Linked DNA regions of Mus musculus: region 2 is linked to region 1. A link is a contact called in public HiChIP or PLAC-seq data. All regions are on one chromosome and are shown on one strand. The core of a region is the stretch at or near the end of the contact, and the rest is flanking DNA. Distances in the headings are between cores, read along the strand shown. Region 1 overlaps Crebrf (CREB3 regulatory factor). Region 2 has its middle 27 kb from the start of Zbtb9.

Region 1 (3,792 bases), core at 865-3,364:
CAGCCTTGAACACTGGAAGAACTGTGACCTTAACTGTGAAGAACAACTTAAGAGTTTAACATGGGAACAAAACACCCATGGAAGGAGTTACAGAAACAAAGTTTGGAGCTGAGATGAAAGGATGGACCATGTAGAGACTGCCATATCCAGGGATCCACCCCATAATCAGCATCCAAACGCTGACACCATTGCATATACTAGCAAGATTTTATCGAAAGGACCCAGATGTAGCTGTCTCTTGTGAGACTATGCCGGGGCCTAGCAAACACAGAAGTGGATGCTCACAGTCAGCTAATGGATGGATCACAGGGCTCCCAATGGAGGAGCTAGAGAAAGTACCCAAGGAGCTAAAGGGATCTTCAACCCTATAGGTGGAACAACATTATGAACTAACCAGTACCCCTGAGCTCTTGACTCTAGCTGCATATGTATCAAAAGATGGCCTAGTCGGCCATCACTGGAAAGAGAGGACCATTGGACACGCAGACTTTGTGTGCCCCGGTACAGGGGAACGCCAGGGCCAAAGGGGGGGAGTGGGTGGGTAGGGGAGTGGGGGTGGGTGGGTAAGGGGGACTTTTGGTATAGCATTGGAAATGTAAATGAGCTAAATACCTAATAAAAAATGGGAAAAAAAAAAAAAAAAGAATCAAAAAAAAAAAAAAAAAAAAAAGAGTTTAACAGACATCTGGACAAGCAGGAAGGACCATTGAGAATTGAGGTTGCGAGCAGCAATCAGGGGAGACTGCATTCAGACACTATACCCCATCAAGCTCTTCCCTTTATATTTAATACCCAGTACCAATTAACCACATCAGTCTATCCTCTTCTCCCTTTACCCTTACTCCTCTGGTCCCCTTTCAATTTTCTTTTCTCCTAAGCTTATACTCTTTGCCTTCTCACATTTCATTTGATAGGTTTTCCCAAAAATTACAGGCTAGCCTGATTTGTACGGTTTACTTATCTCATCCTGCCGGGTCCTGGGAATCTTTTAGAGTATTCTGTTGCACTTCTTTCCATCCTTTTGTTTTTTCATTCTCCATTAGGCAGACTGCCTCACTGTGTCCCTATTTCGCCTTCTCTCTTTATTTTTTTCTTCCTCTATTTTTTCTTCCTCTCTTTTTCCCGATACTAACCACAAATTCTTTTTTTCCCATTTCTACTCATCTGACAGGAACTGACACCTTAGTCTATCATGCTACTAGTGTTCCTTTATTTCCTGAAATAATTAGAGCTTAGGGGATGATTGTTACGTAACCATGACTGTAAATTCATACCAGGCCTATATTTTGCTAGTGATTTTTTTCTGTAGACAACATTTTAAGTCCTGGAGACTTAACTAGTGCACGAAGCACCAGTATAGCAGAGCAAAATGGCATCTCAATCCTATTACATCTGAGTCTCTCTTAAATGTTCTAAACATTTCTAATAGAAGAGTAAGAATGATAAAAATACTCAATCAACCTAATTCCAGATGCATAAATCCCTATGCAAAAATATAAAAACAACAAACAAAAAAAGGCAACATGGTTCCTCCAACATTTACCAGATAGTAATATTCTCCAATGACAATGAATTAGATGAAATTCCAGACAACAATTATATTTAAAGAAACAAAAAGGACATAAACCAAATTCTGAATGAATTTCAAGAGAATATAAACAGCTAAGAAGAAGGAGGAAGAGGAGGAGGAGGAGGAGGAGGAGGAGGAGGAGGGAAGGAAGAAGAGAAGAGAAGAGAAGAGAAGAGAAGAGAAAAAAGAAAAGAAAAAAGAGAAGAGAAGAGAAGAGAAGAGAAGAGAAGAGAAGAGAAGAGAAGAGAAGAGAAAAGAAGTCAGCACTGGACACAGTGCTGGCTAGTTTTTAAATGATAAAATCAGACTAAAAAGATTTGTGACCACCTAACCAGCTCTACAGAAGATATTTGAAGGAATGCTCTGAGCTAAAGAGAAAGATCTATCCCATGAAGGGATCGCTCTATCTTATAAGGACACATATGTTTTATCTCATTTTGACTTCCTAGATTTTACATAGATGAAATCATCTATAATATGGAAGTACAAGTGCCATCAGGGGAAAAGAGGAACTACATCGGAAGGAAGTGCAGAGGAAAGGGAGAGCAGTAGCAGGGCAGCGTCCCACCCTTCCTTCCTTCCTAATGTTCTGACCCTTTAATACAGTTCCTCATGTTGTGGTGACCTCCAACCACAAAATTATTTTGTTGCTATTTCATAACCATAATTTTGCTACTGTCATGAATCATAATGTAAATCTATGAAATGCAGGATATTGGATATGGGACCCCAAAGGAGTCATGACCCACCGGTTGAAAACGGGTGTAGTAGGGTATGAAGAGGATGTACTCAGTATATATTCGTGTGTGTGTGTGTGTGTGTGTGTGTGTGTGTGTGTGAGAGAGAGAGAGAGAGAGAGAGAGAGAGAGAGAGAGAGAGAATGAATGATGAATATCAAAGAACTAAAGACAAAGATTGGAAGTGTACCAACAGTGGTAGAATACTTTCCTAGCATATGCAAGTCCCAAGATTTGTTGCCAGCACTTCAAAATTATATGCTGACAGTCAAAAACCAACAATAAATCCTTACTTATCAATAATTAATGATACTACAAAGTAAAGTAAAGTGTGATAGGGAAATGCCTCTCATCCAGTACTTGGGTGGATGAGGCAGGTGGACACAAGTTCAATGCCAGGCTAAAGTACATAGCATACTTCAGACAAGAGAAACAATTAAGGGCAAATGAGAGGGGAAGGTGATCCATGATAGTGTGTGCTAGACTTAAGAGTGGACTTTAAGCAGCAAGCTCTCACTAAAGAGAAAGAAAAGCTGTGTATGTTGATAAATGGGGGTTATTTCATCAAGAAGAACTTTTAAATATACCCACATCAAAACACCTAACTATATAAAGCAAATAATAACATTACTGACAAGAAGAAATGCTTAATCTAGTGGTGAGGAACTTAACTACTACTTGTCTTCCATAATGGATGGATCAAAAAGAGTATCCTCTAAGAGGGTACTCCCCCACCCATCCACAAACTCCTGCCTAACCATCCTCTACGATCCTCCTTCACTGGGGAAAGTAACTTAAAACAGGACCATCTATCTATCCTATCTATCCACAAATACAAACCTACAAAAGATACTAAAAGGAAAATTCCAACCCAAGGAGGTTAATTTAACAATGCCCAAGAAAACACAGGAAATAAATAATTTGACACAAGCAAAACCAAAAGAAGGGATGTAAGACATACACAAACAGCCGGACAGTGGTGGCACACACCTTTAATCTCAGCACTTGTGAGGCAGAGGCAGGTGGATTTCTTGAGTTTGAGGCCAGCCTGGTCTACAGAGTGAGTTCCAGGACAGCCAGGGCTACACAGAGAAACCCTGTCTTGAAAAGCCAAAACACACACACACACACACACACACACACACACACACACACTCACATCACCAACATTAAAATAACAGGAAAAAGCAAGACATAGCAGACTTGAACAACACTGAAAACAAGATGGACAAACATAGAAGCTTCCATCCTATAGCAGTGAACTTCAGATTCATTTAGAGAATAAACAATTATCTAGGACAGATTGCTAAAACTACAAAACTGAAGTAGTCTCACAAACTTATGAAGGATGAAACCATATTATTTTTTAAATTTCTTTTGTTTTTCGAGACAGGGCTTCTCTGTGTAGCCCTGGCTGTCCTGGAACTCACTTTTTAGATCAGGCTGGCCTCGAACTCAGAAATCCACCTGCCTCTGCCTCCCAAG
Region 2 (3,792 bases), core at 657-3,156, 250 kb before region 1:
AAATCTCTAAAGAAGGGGACCTGTCCAAGAGACAGACATGAGCAGTAAGCACTTCCTGGGTGCAGTTTTCATGAGTCTTTGCAGTGCTGGGGCCTTCTTCTCAGAGAGTTGGCAGCTCAGTTGTCTCCTTTCCTACTCTCAGAGAGCTCACCGGCTCAGCACTCAGCCTTGGGTTGGAATTCCTCCTTGGTGATAAGTTGGTCGACCACCTTGGGCAAGCAGATGTTTGTTCATGTCTTCCCAGGAAGATCTGTGCAACGGGAACCCATCAACTCGGCTCAGGCCACACTTGTTCCCTCCTGGGCAGGAGGGAGGGACCTGTATCACGTGACTCTAATTACGTGGCTTTGGTTTCTGCCTTTCTGAAATCCACCATTTCAACAGGTAATTTCTTCAAGGTCTCTAGGTCTTCCCCACCACTTTGCAGACAAGGTTTCTTTGTGTAGCCCTGGCTGTGCTGGAACTCTCTCTGTGTAGACCAGGCTGACCAACAATATATCTGAATAGTCTCAGCCTCTGGAGTGCTGGGATTAAAGGTGTGCGCCAACACACCCAGCTGTCTCTAGGCTTTTAGTGGCCAAAGGAGTTGACCGGCAGGAGTTGGAACAGCAGTGCCAAGGGCAATGGTCAAGAGTCAGAGAGAGCAGCCTGGATTGGCCAGGCCTAGGAGGTTGCCTGCAGGTGGTGACACCCTTTCCTGTTGTCTGTTCCTGAAGGGGGCGCTGTAGACTTACAGAGATGGAATTGCTTCCCGTCTGTGGCTGCACTGGGCTAGGTGTACACTCATTGTTGTCTTCCCTGGGTAGCCGAACCCACCTTGGAGCGAAAGACACAGGCCTTGTTGAATGCAGGGTGTCTGTGCGGTCCATCCTGCAATTTTACACTTAGAGACACAGATGTGTGGTGTGCTTTGGGGAATGGTGGGTTGAGGCCACCTCAGGCTAAAGAAGAAAGGTCTTGGGAAGAGGACTTCAGCCAGAGTTGGCCAGGTTTCCATTTGCAGTTCTATTTGAAACCAAGGTTGGGGGCACAGGGGAAGACAGGGCACGCGGGAGGAGAGGCTGCCTTTCCAGGCTGGCTTGAAAGCTACACACAGCTTTTTGTTTTGTTTTCTGAGACAGGGTGGCTACCCTAGAACAGGCCACGTGTACTGGGCTAGCATCGAACTTGTAGCACTCCTGTTTCTGACCGCTCGGATTACAGTTGTGTGCGCCGTCACACCCAGCCTTACCAGTGGCCTATAACATCCCAACTCTCGTATGAATGAGTGAGGATGGAGTGAGCCATTTCTGCTGGTCTTTGTGTGGCTACCCCAGCATATATGTGGTCCATTTGCCCCTTCTCTGGGTCAGGCTGATCTTGAAATCCAGAGTGCGGGGAGAAAGGAAAGGGATGGAAGCCCTCCACTGTCTCAGGAGAGCAGGAGAGGTTGAAGCATGGGGGCAGGGGAAATGGAGGTAGAGAGTCTTACTTAAAAATAAAGCCTTCATAAGACCCTCCTCTTAAGCAAAGGCTGGGGGAGGGGGGATCCTCAACAGTCAAGTGTGGGCAGGATGGCACAGCACTGCCTTCCAAATTGCCAGGAATAAGGCAGCAAGCCCGGAGGGGGGAGGTTTATGAGCCTTGAAACCCCGTGAGAGGTGAGAGAGAACACCATAATATCCAGAATTGCTAGAAAGCCACAGACTCCTCCTCTGAAGTGCCAAAAATAGTAAGTAGAAAGTGAAATTAATAGCGCCGGGAACAACAGGGAGAATGGGGCCCGCGAGCACGCGCATGCGCGGATCTGTAGAGGTAGACAGTCACATTCCCTTGGAATGCCTCAGGAGCCAGGTGCTGAGCAGGGTGAGTTGAGCTTGCCATTTCCGCTCATCCCCGTCACAACCCGAGGAGGTGGGTCCTGCCTGCTGTCTTGTCTTCACAGTCAGGAAGTTCTCGGAGTCACTCATGAACAGGGGTAAGGGAGAAGAATGCACAAATGCTGCTGGTGAAGATGGCTTGTCATAAAGCCTGACAGACTGAGTTTGGTCCTCTGGATCCATGGGGTGGAAGGAGAGAACCGACTCCTGAGAGATGTCCTCTGACCTGTACAGACGCTCTGTCTCATGAACACGCACACACAGAGACAGAGAGATGATAAAAAATGTAGTAAGAGCCTGTTGTGGTGGCACACGCTGGTAGGATTTGCTGAAGGAGGCAGAGGGAGGAGGATCATGAGTTCAAGGCTAGCCTGGGTTACACATTTGGGCTGGAGAGATGGCTCAATGGCTAAGAGCACTGGCTGCCCTTCCAGAGGTCCTGAGTTCAAATCCTAGCAACCACATGGTAGCTTATAGCCATCTGTAATGGGACCCAATGCCCTCTTCTGGTGTGTCTGAAGATAGCAACAGTGTACTCACAGACATGAAATTAATTTTTTTTAATGTAGTAAAAATTAAAAGAGAGGGGCTGAAGAGATGGCTCAGTGGCTAAGAGCCGCTACTGCTTTCCTGGAGTGCTCAAATCTGCTTCCTAGCACCCCTGGGTGGCTCACGAGTCCCTGTCACTCTAGCTTTAGGGATCAAACACCCTCCTCTGGTCTCCTCACACACATGTACACACATGTGCATGCACATGTTCTTTTTTCTTTAACCAAATGAGAGAAGGGATTTGATTGTTTCCCGCTACCCACACAGCTCCTGACTCTGTGCCCACTCACCCACCGGAGTCCTTCCGATCAATCTTAAGTCATTCACCTGCTTGTGCCCGTGCTGTAACAAGCTAAACGCAGAGGGGACCCTCTGCTTCAGCACCCAAGTGCTGAGGTGACAGGCATGCACTTGCTCCCATTCTAGCCTTACCTTTCCAAGCTGCGGACTTAGTTATTTCATGTCTGTGCGTACACTGTCACTGTCTTCAGACACACCAGAAGAGGGCATCAGATCCCATTACAGATGGTTGTGATCCACCATGTGGTTGCTGGGAATTGAACTCAGGACCTCTGGAAAAGCAGCCAGTGCTCTTAACCACTTGGACATCTCTCCAGCCCTTCCCTGGATTTTTTTTATTTATTTATTTATTTATTTATTTATTTATTTATTATTTGTTTGTTTGTTTGTTTTTTCGAGACAGGGTTTCTCTGTATAGCCCTGGCTGTCCTGGAACTCATTCTGTAGACCAGGCTGGCCTCGAACTCAGAAATCTGCCTGCCTCTGCCTCCCGAGTGTTGGGATTAAAGGTGTGCACCACCACTGCCCGGCTCCCCTGGACTTTTTTACCCAAGTTCTTACTGTGTCACCCAGGCTGACCTGGAACTCAAATTCTTTTCCCCTTAGCCTCTTGTTACCAAAGGGTTACAGGCATACAGCAATCTTGCGGGAAATATTACAAGAACTCCAAGTTCCCGCGCTACACCCTGCTACTCTCAAGCCTGGCCAGCTCTTATCTCAGGGAGACTGATTCAGAGCTCCAAAATCTCTCCACCCAGCACGCTAAATTCCCACTGGCGGGTCGATACCACACCAGCCCCGTGCTTCAGATCCCCCACGGCCTCTGTGGCAAACCACACAGACAAACCCACGCTTTGACGACGTATCTTTCTCGTTTGAACAAGCCACAGTGTGAAGGAAAACAACACAAACTTAGTTAAGAAATGATGGGGCTGGTGAGATGGCTCAGTGAGTTAGAGCACCCGACAGCTCTTCCGAAGGTCCAGAGTTCAAATCCCAGCAACCACATGGTGGCTCACAACCATCCGTAAGGAGATCTGACTCCCTCTTCTGGAGTGTCTGAAGTCAGCTACAGTGTACTTAC

Evidence for each region. HiChIP or PLAC-seq counts read pairs in DNA pulled down with a chosen protein or histone mark.
Region 2: an H3K4me3 HiChIP or PLAC-seq map of bone marrow-derived macrophages shows a contact between it and region 1, with 5 times the contacts expected there. The contact joins two enhancer-like sites. A contact is called at or near these places in 2 of 115 datasets of contacts at active chromatin or transcription factors (bone marrow-derived macrophages and memory CD8 T cells).

What each region holds. Positions count from the first base shown.
Region 1 is chr17:26,748,488-26,752,279 of GRCm38.p6, reverse strand. The region is part of intron 4 of Crebrf (CREB3 regulatory factor); the gene reads right to left. Among named protein-coding and RNA genes, the nearest start is that of Bnip1, 31 kb to the left of the region's middle. Within about 2 kb of position 2,114, at least 6 of the 459 cell types and tissues checked have an H3K27ac peak or open chromatin away from gene starts, as enhancers often do. A contact at or near this core is called in bone marrow-derived macrophages, where this site is marked.
Region 2 is chr17:26,998,240-27,002,031 of GRCm38.p6, reverse strand. No RefSeq gene overlaps it. Among named protein-coding and RNA genes, the nearest start is that of Zbtb9, 27 kb to the right of the region's middle. Within about 2 kb of position 1,906, at least 40 of the 459 cell types and tissues checked have an H3K27ac peak or open chromatin away from gene starts, as enhancers often do. A contact at or near this core is called in bone marrow-derived macrophages, where this site is marked.